Regions from separate parts of the Canis lupus genome. Here region 1 is linked to region 2. The links are chromatin contacts, called in public Hi-C maps. All regions are on one chromosome and are shown on one strand. The core of a region is the stretch at or near the end of the contact, and the rest is flanking DNA. Distances in the headings are between cores, read along the strand shown.

Evidence for each region. Hi-C and Micro-C count contacts between places; a contact is called where the count stands out from the background.
Region 1: a contact with region 2 is called in a Hi-C map of blood, with 4 times the contacts expected there. The contact joins the promoter of XYLT1 here to the enhancer-like site in region 2. A contact is called at or near these places in 3 of 9 Hi-C or Micro-C datasets (amygdala and blood).

The regions. Positions count from the first base shown.
Region 1 is chr6:27,295,415-27,301,506 of UU_Cfam_GSD_1.0, forward strand. XYLT1 (xylosyltransferase 1) reads right to left here and starts at 2,022. Exons shown (of 11, transcript NM_001008718.1): 1 at 1,654-2,022. The coding sequence starts at 2,022.
Region 2 is chr6:27,134,134-27,140,725 of UU_Cfam_GSD_1.0, forward strand. The region is part of intron 1 of XYLT1 (xylosyltransferase 1); the gene reads right to left. Among named protein-coding and RNA genes, the nearest start is that of XYLT1, 160 kb to the right of the region's middle. Within about 2 kb of position 4,593, at least 3 of the 20 cell types and tissues checked have an H3K27ac peak or open chromatin away from gene starts, as enhancers often do. A contact at or near this core is called in blood, where this site is marked.

The sequences.
Region 1 (6,092 bases), core at 772-3,271, 160 kb after region 2:
ACATTTTCCCACTCTGGGCCAGCAGTGCGTGTCCCGAACCCCCTCACGCCCTACCTCCCAGTAGGGCTCCAAATCCAGAAAGAACCTCTAATTGCATTTCTGCCCAAACACATCACAATTCACCCCGGGAGTTCAAAGGCTGTGTCTGGGAGAACCTTTCTCTGTAAATAAAAGGCCACAGGACATTGGGAATGTTCTGGTTCTCCGTCAGCAATCTCACTCCACTCTCCTCCCCACAAACAAGGGAAAGACGTCTACCTGCTACCCACACAGACAAGCCAGGGATGTGAAATGCCATCACATCACCTCCTGGGGCTGGCTCAGCCCACAGGCACAAAAAGCCACACTCTGGCTAAGAGGGTCGTCGCCGCTGATTCCAAAGAAGTTTAACAGATCAAAAAGCATCACGCTGTGTCTGAAGGCAGTGTTCAGTTAGGGCTCCCAGAGCGAGAAACACCACAGACATGCATTCTGTGTCTAAGGATCCTGAAAGTAACCCCTAGCATCTGATGTCCCCCAAGGGCTAGGAGAATCCTCGTAGGCGAATGGCATGAGAAAGACACAGACGGACACACCGCACCTCGTTATTCCTTAAGACAGACACGGACGCCCACAGGGCGCAGAGAGCCTGGCCCAGAGGTGGGCACTCTGACCTCCTGTCCTCCGTGTCCTAGCTCAGCGGGCTCAGCAAGGCAGCCCAGAGGAGATGGGAAAGGCACCCCTGGAGAAGTTGGGGACAGGATAGGAAGACACCCAGATGGCCCCCGAAGATCTGCAGAAAAACCAGTTTCAGAGCTCAGGCTGCTCACACCCAAGGAAGGCAAAGAAAACACACAGGAGCCGAAGAAGTCGTGATGATGTGGTCAGACACAGAGCTGGTGACATTAATCGGCTCCGCGCAAGACGCAGAGCCAGGGACAGCCATCTAGGAGAAGGGGCCATGCCCTCACACCGGACAGGGACAGCGGGTGACCAAAGTCAGAGAGGGCACCGGGAGAGGACAAGGTTAGAGACGGGAGGCGCAGCCAGCCAGAGATGGCAGACAGGAGGACCGACCTAAAGTAAGCCCGGGCGCCCAAGCCTGAACCCTGGTGCAGGGAGGGGGCCGGGGATTTGGGACACCGATCCAGGAAAAGCCAAGGGGGCGGCAAGCAGGGGACGGAGTCGTCTGCACTCAGCTCAGCGAAACCCCCAAAGATGCTGTGCGCACCGCCCATGAGCAGCGGCGGCTGAGGATCCCGGGCACGATCCCGCACGATCCCGCACTCGGGCGGTGAGCGACGCACCGACACCCACACGCACAGCGCCAGTCGGGGCGCCCAGCAAGGGTGCCGGGGCCGGGGGCCGGGGGCCGGGGGACGGGGGACCGGGGGACCGGGGCCGGCCAGGCTCCGTAGCCCCCAGAGCGCCTCCTCCGGAGGTAACTTCCCCAGACCCCAGGGGGGCGGCCCTCAGACTCGGCATGGGGCGCGCCCCCACCCCGGGCTCGGCGGGGACCCCGCCCCGGCGTCCAGGGAAGGAGACGTGGAGCCGGCGGGCGTGGGGGTCCGGGTCGGGCGCCCGGGGTCAAGAGCTGCCTCCGCCCCCCCGCCCCGGCCTCCCGCGCCGCCCCCCCGCCCCCCCCCCGGGACGCGAGCCGCCGGGGCATCTTACCAGCGCCCGCGCGGGCAGTGCCCCCCGGCCGGCCGGCTGCTGCGCCCGGGGCTCCTCGGGGCCGCCCGCCCGCGCCCGCGCCCGCGCCCGCGCCGGGGGCCCCCGTCCTCCGCCGCCGCCGCCGCCGCCTCGGGCTGCAGCCGGCCCGGCGGGCAGGTCCCGGCGCTCGCGGCGCGGGGCCGGGGCCGGGGGCGGGGGCGGCTGCTCGGCGCCGCCGGCCGCTGCGCCCCCGCGCCGCTCCCCGGCCCCGGAGTCGAGGCTGCTGAAATTCCACACGACCAGCGTCTGCAGCAGCAGCACCGTGAGCGCCGCGAGCAGCGCCGAGTGCGAGCGCCGGGCCAGCCTCCGGGCGCACGGCGCCGCCACCATCTTCGGAGCGCGGCGGGCGAGCGGGGCGCGGGGACCCCGGGCGGAGGCTCCGGGCCGCCCCCGCGCTCCCCGCGGCTCCCCGGCCGCCGCTCGGGCTCGGGCTCGGGCTCGGGCTCGGGCTCGGGCTCGGGCTCGGGCTCGGGCTCGGGCTCGCGCTCGCGCTCGGGCCGCCTCCTCCGCCGCCGCCGCCGCCGCCTCGGCTCGCCGCTGCTCCTCCTCCTCCTCCGCCGCCGCCGCCGCCGCCGCCGCCGCCGCCTCCGCCGCCTCCACCGCCGCGGCGCGGAGTTTTCAGACGGGCAGGGACCCGGACGTCACCGGGAGGAGGGGAAGGCGGGGAGGCGGGGAGCCGGAGGCCGCGCGGGGGGCCGCGGGGAGGGGGCGCGCGCGGGGAGGGGGCGCGCGGGGAGGGGGCGCGCGGGGCCGGGGCTCCCCTCCCGCAGCCCTCCCCGGGGAGGGGGCCCGCCGGGGCCGGGGGCGCGGGGGGCGCGGGGGACGCGGCCGGGGCGCGGGGCGGGGCCTGGGGGCGGAGCGAGGGGGAGGAGGAGGAGGAGGAGGAGGAGGGAAAGGAAGGGGGTGGGGGCGAGCGGCGCGGACAGGAGTCGGAGCGCGGCGGCCGAGAGGGGCGCGGGCCCCCCGCGGGGAGGCTGGGCCCGCCCAGAATCAGCGGGGGGTCGGGGGATGGGGGGCCCGGGAACCCGCCTTCCGCGCCGAGGGCAGCGGGCTCCCCGCCCTGGAGTTCGCAGTCCCGGCGTCTTCACCCGCACGAAGCCGGCGGGGCAGGTGGGGACGCGAGGAACGCGATCCGGAGCGCGGGAGCGCGGGAGGGTCTCGCGCGGCGGGTCCCTGGGTGCCGGGCCCGGGCTCCATGGGGCAGGGAGGAGGCTGCGGCTGAGTCTCTGTGAGTGACTCCTGAGTCACACCCCACCCTCTGGAGCCAACGACGTACTAAGTGCTTCACTGAGTCACTTCTCTGGTCCCTAAGGACGAACAAGCCAAGAGACTCCAAACCCAGTTGGCAAGCAAGTGCTGGAATTGGTAAGGGGGGGAACCAGGTGTCTCTCGACCTGCAGAGGCTTCCATTGGCCCCTGAGCCTTCCCCCCCCCCCCCCCCCCCCGGGTCTTGCCTCCCATCCGTCCCGAAGCCAGCCTTTGTGTGCATGCAGGGGCCAGCTCCTGGGGGGAGTTCTCTCCCGTCGGGGCTGGACCGTCGCGGTGACCTTGAGCCAGGAGGACTCCTCCCTGGGCCTGAGCTTCCTTCTCTGTCAACGAAGAGTTCGGACTGACCATCCGAACCGACTCAAGCTTCATCCCCAGCCTTGTCTGAGTCAGTTTTTCCAGCTTTCTCTCCCTTGTCTTCTCGCCCAGGGCTTTACACACAGCGGTCCTGAACACGCGGGGGCCCGGACAGAGGGGGCATGGGTGTCCTGGACAGGACTTTGCACTAGAAGACTAGGATAGCGGACCAAATCCCCAGTTTGTTAATCAGGGACCCGGTGGGGGAGGGGGGTGAGTGCTGTGCATCTTGTCTGCTGTGCTTTAAAGTCTCATCCCCATTTTTTTAAAGAAAAGAAAGTGCAGGAATAGACAGGATCCATCAGAGAAGGAGGCAGAGAGGGGAAAGATACGGTTTCACCCACTCATCAAGAATCCAAAGTGTTATTGGTCTGTGAGGGCGGGGGTGGAAGTGACCACCAGAAAAAAAATGCTTTCTGGATCCACGTAACAAGCCAACCCACTTCCCGGAACTGAGAGGGCAAACTGCCAGCTAGTGGGGATTCTAAACTATGGGCTAGACTCAGCCTTTGGGGTAACTAAGCCTGGCCAGGCATGTGGACAGACATAGGAACAGTCCCTGGGCTCAGCTCACCTAACCAGGAGTGAAATAGAAGAACAGAGGCGAGCACTTTGGCCTTCTGTCATCTGCTTATCACTTGGGAATATTTTGGTTATAAGGAATAAAACCTCTATTCTAACTGCCTTAAAAATAGAGTTTACTGGATGGTGTATCTGAATATTTCAGAGGAAAGACATCAGGTGAGGTTTGATCCAGCAACTCGGCACTATGACTTTGAATTCTTTTTCTTTCCATCTCTCCTCTCTGCCTTTCGTGGGGTCTGTTTCGTGAGATCCTGAGGCTCTCTCCTCGTGTCACAACCTGGCATTAGTTGCTGAGACTCTGTGTCCTTTGTTCGTTTCTAGCCCAGAGGAAGGAGGGTCAGCATTTCCCAGCATTCTCCTCAAAGGTGCTGAGATGCTCTCTGATTGAATCAGCTCTAGGTCATAGGTCACCACTCACCAAGCAAGGTAGCCAGGAAAATAGAATGCGCTGATCGGCTTGGCCAAGGTTCCATATGGCACCTTCGGCACTGGAGAGAAGCCAGCGTCCCTGCAACCACCTAGATGTTCTATAGGGATCAAGGTCTTATGGGAAGGAAGGAATGAGGAATAGGTACAGGGGAAGCAGGCACCATTATCTATTCCATGGGGCCACCTTGGTGCTACATGACCTTGGGCAATCCACTCCCCTCCAAGGACTTTGGTTTGTTTAATGCCAAATGATGGATTCGACGAGATGGTCCTCTAGATCATCATGTCATGTCCCCAGAACTCTTCCTCAGTGTCTAAACAGAGCTTCCCAATCCCAGCAGAAGCTGCCCTGGGGACTCTTGGCATCCACGCCCTCCCGCCTGTCTCTGCTTCAAGGTCTCTTCTGCATTTCTCCTTTAAGCAACAATGATGTTATCTGCTTCCTGCACATGACACGTTTAACCATGGTCCTCTGGGGCCCATGCTCTGGTTCAGCTCCCTTGGGGGCCAAAGGCTGAAAGAGTGAGGTTAAGGATCCAGGCCCCCAAGTCCCTGGAGGGAGAGAGAAAGAGAGAGAGAGAGAGAGAAAGAGAGTTGTTTGTTTATTTCAACTCATAAAAAGCCACATGAGAAAGAGGTTTAAAAGCTCCGGGCAGGTTATGGATGCCATAAACAGCTTATGTGAGGTTTTCAGGATGAAAAATCGCCTGAGATAGAAGGGCAGGAAGGCAGCCTTCTAGGGTTGCCAGGATTATCTTCCTGTCCCAAGACAGACCGACAGCCCAAGCACCTGCACAGAGTCCCCCGTAGAAGACGGGGCCCAAGTACTCCAGCGGCAGCGGCTCAGGCGACAGCAGCGTCTCTTTAGAATTTTTAAAGCTCATTCAGTCATTCAACACAGATGTATTGGGCCCTATTATGCGCCAGGAACCACGCTGGGCAAGAGAAAAATAGATATGAAGAAGATTCCCTAAGGGTTTTTTCTTTTTAAATACGGTTCCTACTCTAGTATTGAAGTGAGAGCCAGAACTCTAAGGAAGTTCCAACTGATGTGTGGGATTCCCTCCACACCCCCACACCCAAATCTTGTTTGATCATCACTTTCAAACAAGGGGAGGAAGATCAGTCAGCAAGGAGTTCTGAGCTCTTGGGTGTGCCCAGCACTGAGCTAGGAGCTAAGAGGGAAGTCAGGGAAGAGGGGTCTTCACCCTCAAGGACCTTTCTGACAGATGTCCCGCTCTGCTTTTTGTCTGAGACCTTCAGCATCGATTGTTTAAGTTACTTATGCCTCAGTTTCCTCATCTGTAAAAGGTGATGGTGGGGATAATAATAGGGCCTTTCTCATAGATTTCTTATGAGGATTAAGTGAGATTACCCATGTGAAGTGTTTTTCTAGAAAGACTAAAACATAGTAAGTGCTCAATAAAAGTTAGGTATTGTTCATCTCATTAACAACAATAGGGCGGTGTCAATTATGAGTGTCCAAAGGTATCAGAGGAGGAAAAATGGGGGAGGGTATTCAGGGAAGGCTGCCTGGAGGAAGCGGCATTGAATCTAGTCCTCCATTCTGATTAAAGACCAAGTACCCCAAGGTCAAGGCCCTCTTCTCTCTCTGGCACTTTGCATAGTGCAGGGCATGGAGTAAACCTCGGGCATAGAATGAGCACTGGACTGGAGCCCCGTGATTCCAAGTTGGCAGAAACCAGCACCATCTTGGCAACTTTTTTTAGTTGTGTGATTTTAGGCAAGTTGCTTAATGTTAC
Region 2 (6,592 bases), core at 3,343-5,842:
CTCTCCTGGAGGGCCATGGGCAAAAGTGACAGCGTTGTCCATCCCGTTGAGAAGTGACTGCTGCCTTCGAGGCGGAGGGGCACTGCTGTCCGTGGGATGGGGGGGGGGTGTCCTCCTGGGCCACATGGCTCGTGGCACCCTGCCAGGCTCTATTGAACTTCGGGGGTTGAGGGGGGCGGATGCAAGACCGCATCATGACCCACTTGTGTGCGTGCTGCCATTACCCAAGGTGGCACGTTCTGGTCACCCTGGAATGTGTCTGACGCCCATCCCTCCAACTGGGCTGAGCAAGGAGGCGGCGACGGGCAACCGCGGGGGCTCCGCTGTGGAGTGCGCTTCAAGCGCAGCTCTGAGATGCTCTTCTGGAAACCTGGCTGGGCCACTTCCTAGCTGCGTGACCTCGGGAAGCTTAGGTAGCCTCTCTGAGCTCTGGTTCCCTCCTGGGTGACACCAGTGCAATAAAACCACAATTCAGAGCACAGAGGTGAACGGTCAATATAAGGCAGCTGCTGCTTCATCGAAAATCCTACCTGCGGGGCCCGTCCCCTTCAAGCGTGGATTCGCACCTACAGACCGAGCACCAGGTGTGCGGGACGCACCGTTCTAAGCAGCAGGGCTGGGCCTGTGGGTAAGCCAGGGGCCTGCGCTCAGGGAGCTCACGTTTTAGTAAAATGAAACGGACAACCAGCTTACCGACTCAATAAAAAGATAAAAACAGAGGACGTGTGGAATGTCTTATGGATGTGAGGCTGAGCACCGCTTACATGTTTTTAATCCTCCCATTTTAAATGATTTTTAAAAAATATTTATTCATGAGAGACACAAAGAGAGGGGCAGAGACACAGGCAGAGGGAGAAGCAGGCTCCACGCAGGGAGCCCGACGTGGGACTTGATCCCGGGTCTCCAGGATCACGCCCTGGGCTGAAGGCGGCGCTAAACCGCTGAGCCACCCGGGCTGCCCTTAAATTATTATTATTATTTTTAAATATATTTGAAACAGAAAGAGAGAGAGAGAGAGAGAGAGCAGGCACAGAAGCAGGGAGAGCAGCAGAGGAAGAGGGAGAAGCAGGCTCCCTGCTGAGCAGGGACTCTGATGTGGGGCTCCATCCCAGGACCCCGGGATCATGACCTGAGCCAAAGGCAGATGCTTACACCGAGCCACCCAGGTGCCCCCATCCACCCATTTTAAAGGCGGTCCTGAGGCTTGGAGAGGTCATCTCAGCCAGTTGAGGAACCAGGCCTGTGTGGCCCCAGCACTGAGAAAGTGAGAAGAGGAAGTGAATAAGGGCTAGGTGCCCGGGTGACAGGTGAAAGGGCCATTTCTGCCTCTGCTTGCCCCTCCTGTTCTGGGAAGTGACCTGTGCCACCCAGGCTGGTTGGAGGATCTGGCTCCGGATAAGTTCCTTATCCGAGAGGCTGAGCGGGGGCACCTTTCCCTTTCCCGGCACGACCAGCCCTGCCTCGACCTCGCTCCCCTCTGCCCTCAGACAGCTCAAGCAGCAAATCCAGCAGAAGGTGGTTCTGGGAGACCCGATGGACCACAGTTGTTCAGGCCACTAGATGGCTCTTTCTGTGAACTTGAACCGTGCCGGTGGCTGGCACTAAGGAGGCTGTGAAGGCAGGCTGCTTTCCCTCTGGCTGGGACACGTCTCTGAGAAGTTCAGTGGAGCCCTCAGCTTCTGGGGGCCCCTCCAGGGGCTCATCGGGTCTCTGGGCTGCCTTACTGCCCCAGGGTGGGTCACCTATCTTTTCCCCCTAATCCCATTAGGATTTCTCACTGAAGAGGTGAGGCAGCAAGACAGGGACTCCCACGCAGACTACGAAATGCAGGCCAGATGCCCAAGTCCCCGCAGGTGCCCCCAACAGAGCAGCACTGCCACTTACTTCACGAGCTTTATGATCCATTCCACCCCCTGTAACTCCGAACGTCTGCTACCTGGGAGAGCACCTACTGTTTACTCCCTCGGTGAATCTCCATGTTTCTCTTTGACATGGGGGGATATTATTATCCACACTTGACACAAGAGTAAACTGAGGCTGGCAGAGGAGGTTCTGTGGCTCGCCCCAGCCAGCGTCACATGGGTGGGAAGGACAGGGCTGGCTCAGATTAAGCCCAGATCGGATTCCAAAGCTTGGGCTCTGAACTTCCCAGCCTCAATGGAGTTTTAGGCCGTGTCTGAACTCAGAATTAGGGAGGGGGATGGACTGTTCCCCTCCTGGTTGGACCTCAGGAAGCAGATGGAAATTCATGAGTTGCATCCACATGCCTACAGTCAAGACCAGGAAAATCCCAGCTACCATCAGGGGTTCAGGAATTTATGATACAGTCCTCTGCGCCTCCCCCTCCACCCCGCGCACCTTCCATCATTGTTGCCAGGCCAGCATTTCCTATGCGTTCTCCTCTAACTGGCCCTCCTTCCAGCCCTACAAAGAAGCTGTGTGGGCCAGCAGTCAGGGGCATGAGCACTGAAGTGGACTACCTGGGTCCCAGTGCCTTCTAAACGCTCTGCGACCTCAGGCAGGCCTCCTGGCTATAATCAGCTCATAGGATTGGCATGAGGAGCCCGTCAGTCACGCTGGCCAAGACTCGGGACAGTGCGTAGGCCACAAACCATAGTTGTTGACGGTGTTCCTATTACTAGTGGGAGATCTTTTCCGACAGATGAGTAAGCTGACGCTCAGAGAGGTAAAGACACTTGCTCAAGACCACAGAGACTGGGGATTTAAACCACAGTGCCTGACTCTGGAGCTCAAGCTCATACCCACTCCCCAACCGAAACAGCCCCCTCAAGCCACAGACTGGCATTGAGGCTGCCTCTGGTTAGGGGTACGATACCTAAAAGAAAAATGGGACTGGCTGTTTAGAGGTGTGGAAGTCTGAAATTTCAGATATGTCCTGGACTCACTCTCTGTATAGAGAACAGGCTGAGGGGTCAGCTTCATGACAGGGTTTGGTTCCATCCATCTCCAGGTCACTGACTGTTCTAGTAGGACAGCCGAAGAAGATCATGAGGGTCAGGCTGGGCCTCTTCCACTTCCCCCTTCCTATGTTAATTATCACTGGAAGCCCAGGTTCTATGTGCCTGTGGCAGCAATTACTAGACAACTGGACCCTGCAAGTCCTAGAAGAAGGCAGGCAGATGGCACCCCACCTCTGCTGGGCAGAGCCTTGCATATTATTGGGGACCTTGGCTTCATTCAGACCTCAGGGGTCAGCCTGTCTCCACCCCTAGGTCTCTGTCCTCTTGCTGTCCCTCTGTCCATCTGTCTCTCTTGCCTCCCCCTCATCCCACTGTCTTGCATCATTGTGCGATCCAAAGGCTGCCCGTGGCCTGGGACATTTATAAAGTTCTTAAACTTCTGAAGAATTGAGGTGGTAAAATTTAGTGGGTTTTCTTTATTGTTTTCTAAGATGGATCTAAATATTTTCCTAACATAAAAATGCTTATCAAACAAAGATAAAAATATTCTCTTGACTTATGACATATTTCAAAACTTGCCAGAGAAAAACCCAGAACACTCATATCACACCCCCAGGTACCAAATCTGTCATGCTTTATTCAATTCTTTAAAGAAATAAACTTTATAGATACAGTTGACGTATTTCCCACTGCTCAACTCCCATTTCTCAACAACCCAGAGGTCACTTCTGTCCTTCACACCTATGTGTTTATATCTCTAGTAAATACGTATGTGTCCACAGACAATATATAGCATTACTTTGTGTGTTTATAAGGTCGACAAAATGGCACCATGCTGTAAACATCCCCTTTGCAATTTGCTGGTTTTGTGCAATATTTTACTAGCATTTCTGCCCCCCTCCTCCCCCCTTCGTTTTTGCTTTTCTCAATGCTTCTTCCCTCAGATGACATGATGCGGTGAGAACGGGCAGCAGCATTTAGCCCGTGGATTCTCAACATTGCCTTCCCATTCCAATCACTTAGAAGCTTTAAAAATGCTGACGCCCCGGTTGCAATCATGGAGTTGGGGTGGGGGCCTGGGAATTGGGATTTTTTTTTTTTTTAAAGCTCCCCAGTTGATTCCAGCGCATAGCCAGAGATGCGACCTTCCCCTGTGCTCTTCCTGCCATGAATCAGGGACAGCCAGGCCCAGACACCACGGGAAAGGAAGCACCACCTGTGGCCAGCCTGTAGCCCGTGGAACAGTGGACGTAGGAGAGGGACAGGAAGCAGGCGTAGGGGCTGTTGTTTCCGGTCCTATACCCCACACCCACCCCCGCAGTTGGCAGTGACTCTGCTAGGCCCCCTGGCACTCTCTGGACCCCTGTTCACCATCCACAAACTGGGCGTGTTGGGGAAGAGCAATACTTCCTAATGTTCAAGGTTATGTAACAGTCCACAGAGCGCCCCTAAATCATCTTGGGGGCCACACAACCCTCTTGGAAAAACACAGGACTAGAGTGTCCCTCTGGTTCCTTATCACTGGGTGTTCCAGGAGGCCAGAAGTCTCAGGCCATGGCTGAGATCACAGAGCAAGAAAGGGGAGTGAAGCCCCTCCCCTCCTCCCAGTCTCCCAGCAGAGCGATGGCAGATCAGAAGACCCAGGACTGGCTATGCTTCCTCCCCTTCTGCAGTCGGGCGGGCCTTCATGTGGCGTCACCTCCCACTTCCCCAAACTGTACGCCAGGAACTGTTCTGAGCACCTTGCAGAGACTAACTCATGTCAACCTCAGGGCAGCCCTTGGGAGGCGAACACTGTCAGCATGCCCATTTCCTAGATGGGGAAACTGAGGCACAGGAGGCACAGTGACTTGCCCAAGACCCTCCCCCAGCCCTGCGCCCCCGCCAGGAAGCAGCACTTGACCCCAGTGCACCGCAGCCCGTTCTCCAACGGCCGAGGGCTGCCAGCTGTCCTGTCCTAATTGCTGCACAGATGTGGCTGCTTCGGGGAGCAAGGCGGAGAGAAAGAGGGAAAAAACATTTTTAGAAATGATTTCCGACAGGCTACCAGATACTAAAATAACAACATTCGGTTTGTCTTGCTAGCTGGAGGCAAAAACCAGCTCAGGTGGGAGGAGGCGGCTGCAGGCACAACACAGACGAGGCCGGCTGGCCCCACATCGGCCCAGTTCTGGAAGGGGCCCCTGCACCTCTGTCCCATCACGAAATGATACCCCGGGAGCTTCCATCCCGGTACTAAAGACGGTGGGGTGGGGGAAGGGGCTGGGTCTTTAAGATGAAAAGGTGGGGGGATCCCTGGGTGGCTCAGCGGTTTAGCGCCTGCCTTTGGCCCAGGGTGTGATCCTGGAGACCTGGGATGGAGTCCCACATCAGGCTTCCTGCATGGAGCCTGCTTCTCCCTCTGCCTCTCTCTCTCCCTCTCTCTCTCTCTCTCTCTCTGTATATCATGAATAAATAAAAAATCTTTAAAAAAAAAAAAGATGAAAAGATGGGCACTTCCAGAAGGCTGAGGCCCTTGCTGCACCCCGTGCCCAATGAGTAATTTTATTTTATTTGTATTTTTAAAATTTTATTTATTTGACATAGAGAGGGAAAGAGAGAGTGAGTGTATAGGCAGGGGGGAAGGGCAGAGGCAGAGGGAGAAGCAGGCTCCCCACTGAGCATGGAGCCCAAAGCGGGGCTTGATCCTGCTGGAATCTGAGCCAAAGGCAGATGCTTGACTGACTGAGCCACCCAGGCGTCCCTTAATGAGTAATTTTAAATTCAAGGTGCTAAGCTGTAGGAAACAGGATGAGTAACCTGGGCCAGGTGGGGGCGGTGGGGAATATTCTTAGGGAAAGAGACTTAGCCTGTCCTGCACACTTACTGTACGCCACCGTTGCCAGGGATTTACCTGCATTTTAACATTTTACTCTCACACTGATCCTTCGATGTAGCCACTGCCTTCGTTACCCCAACATTTCACAGACATGGAAACTGAGGCACAGAAATGCTAAGCCACCTGCCCGAGGACACACAGCTAGGAAGTACCCGAAGCCAGAGCATGATCTCCAGAGCCCAGCACCTCCAAATGTCCCGCATTTTGTGCATCTCTCTACACTTCTGAAACACCTAAGAAGAGCCCAGGTCCCGCATGAGTGGCTCAAAATGAACGGGCACATCCTGTCCTCACTTGGAAGGAAGGAGGGACTGGCTCTGGGAACCTGACAGGCTGGCACGTCTGGAGGCAAAAGGCAAGCCAACGGGAGCAGATGGAGCCCAGGCAGCAGATGTTAATGCAGTTTGCTTTTTCCATATGCTTTTCTGTTTAGCTGTAATAAGTGAATTGTTCTTTAATATCTGTCAGGAGCTTCAAACTCTGAAGGCCAGTGGCAGTCGCAGTCACTCAGAAAGACACAAAGGGAAACTGGCTGGGCCGTCTCATCACATCACAGAAGAAGTGTGCAGAGTGTCAAGAAAGATGCCAAGTACAGCATGGTCCAGGCCATATGTAGGCACGTACGCGCGTGTGCACAGTCACACGCACACACACTCACTCTCCAGGTTTGCCTTGACAGCCAGATTCTTGCTTGACATCCTAGAGCCTTTGCAAGCCCACATCGGTGTCCTTGCTACTCAGCAATAAGTATTAAGTGGAATTTCAAATTTTGCCTTTGGAAAAAAGAAAAGCT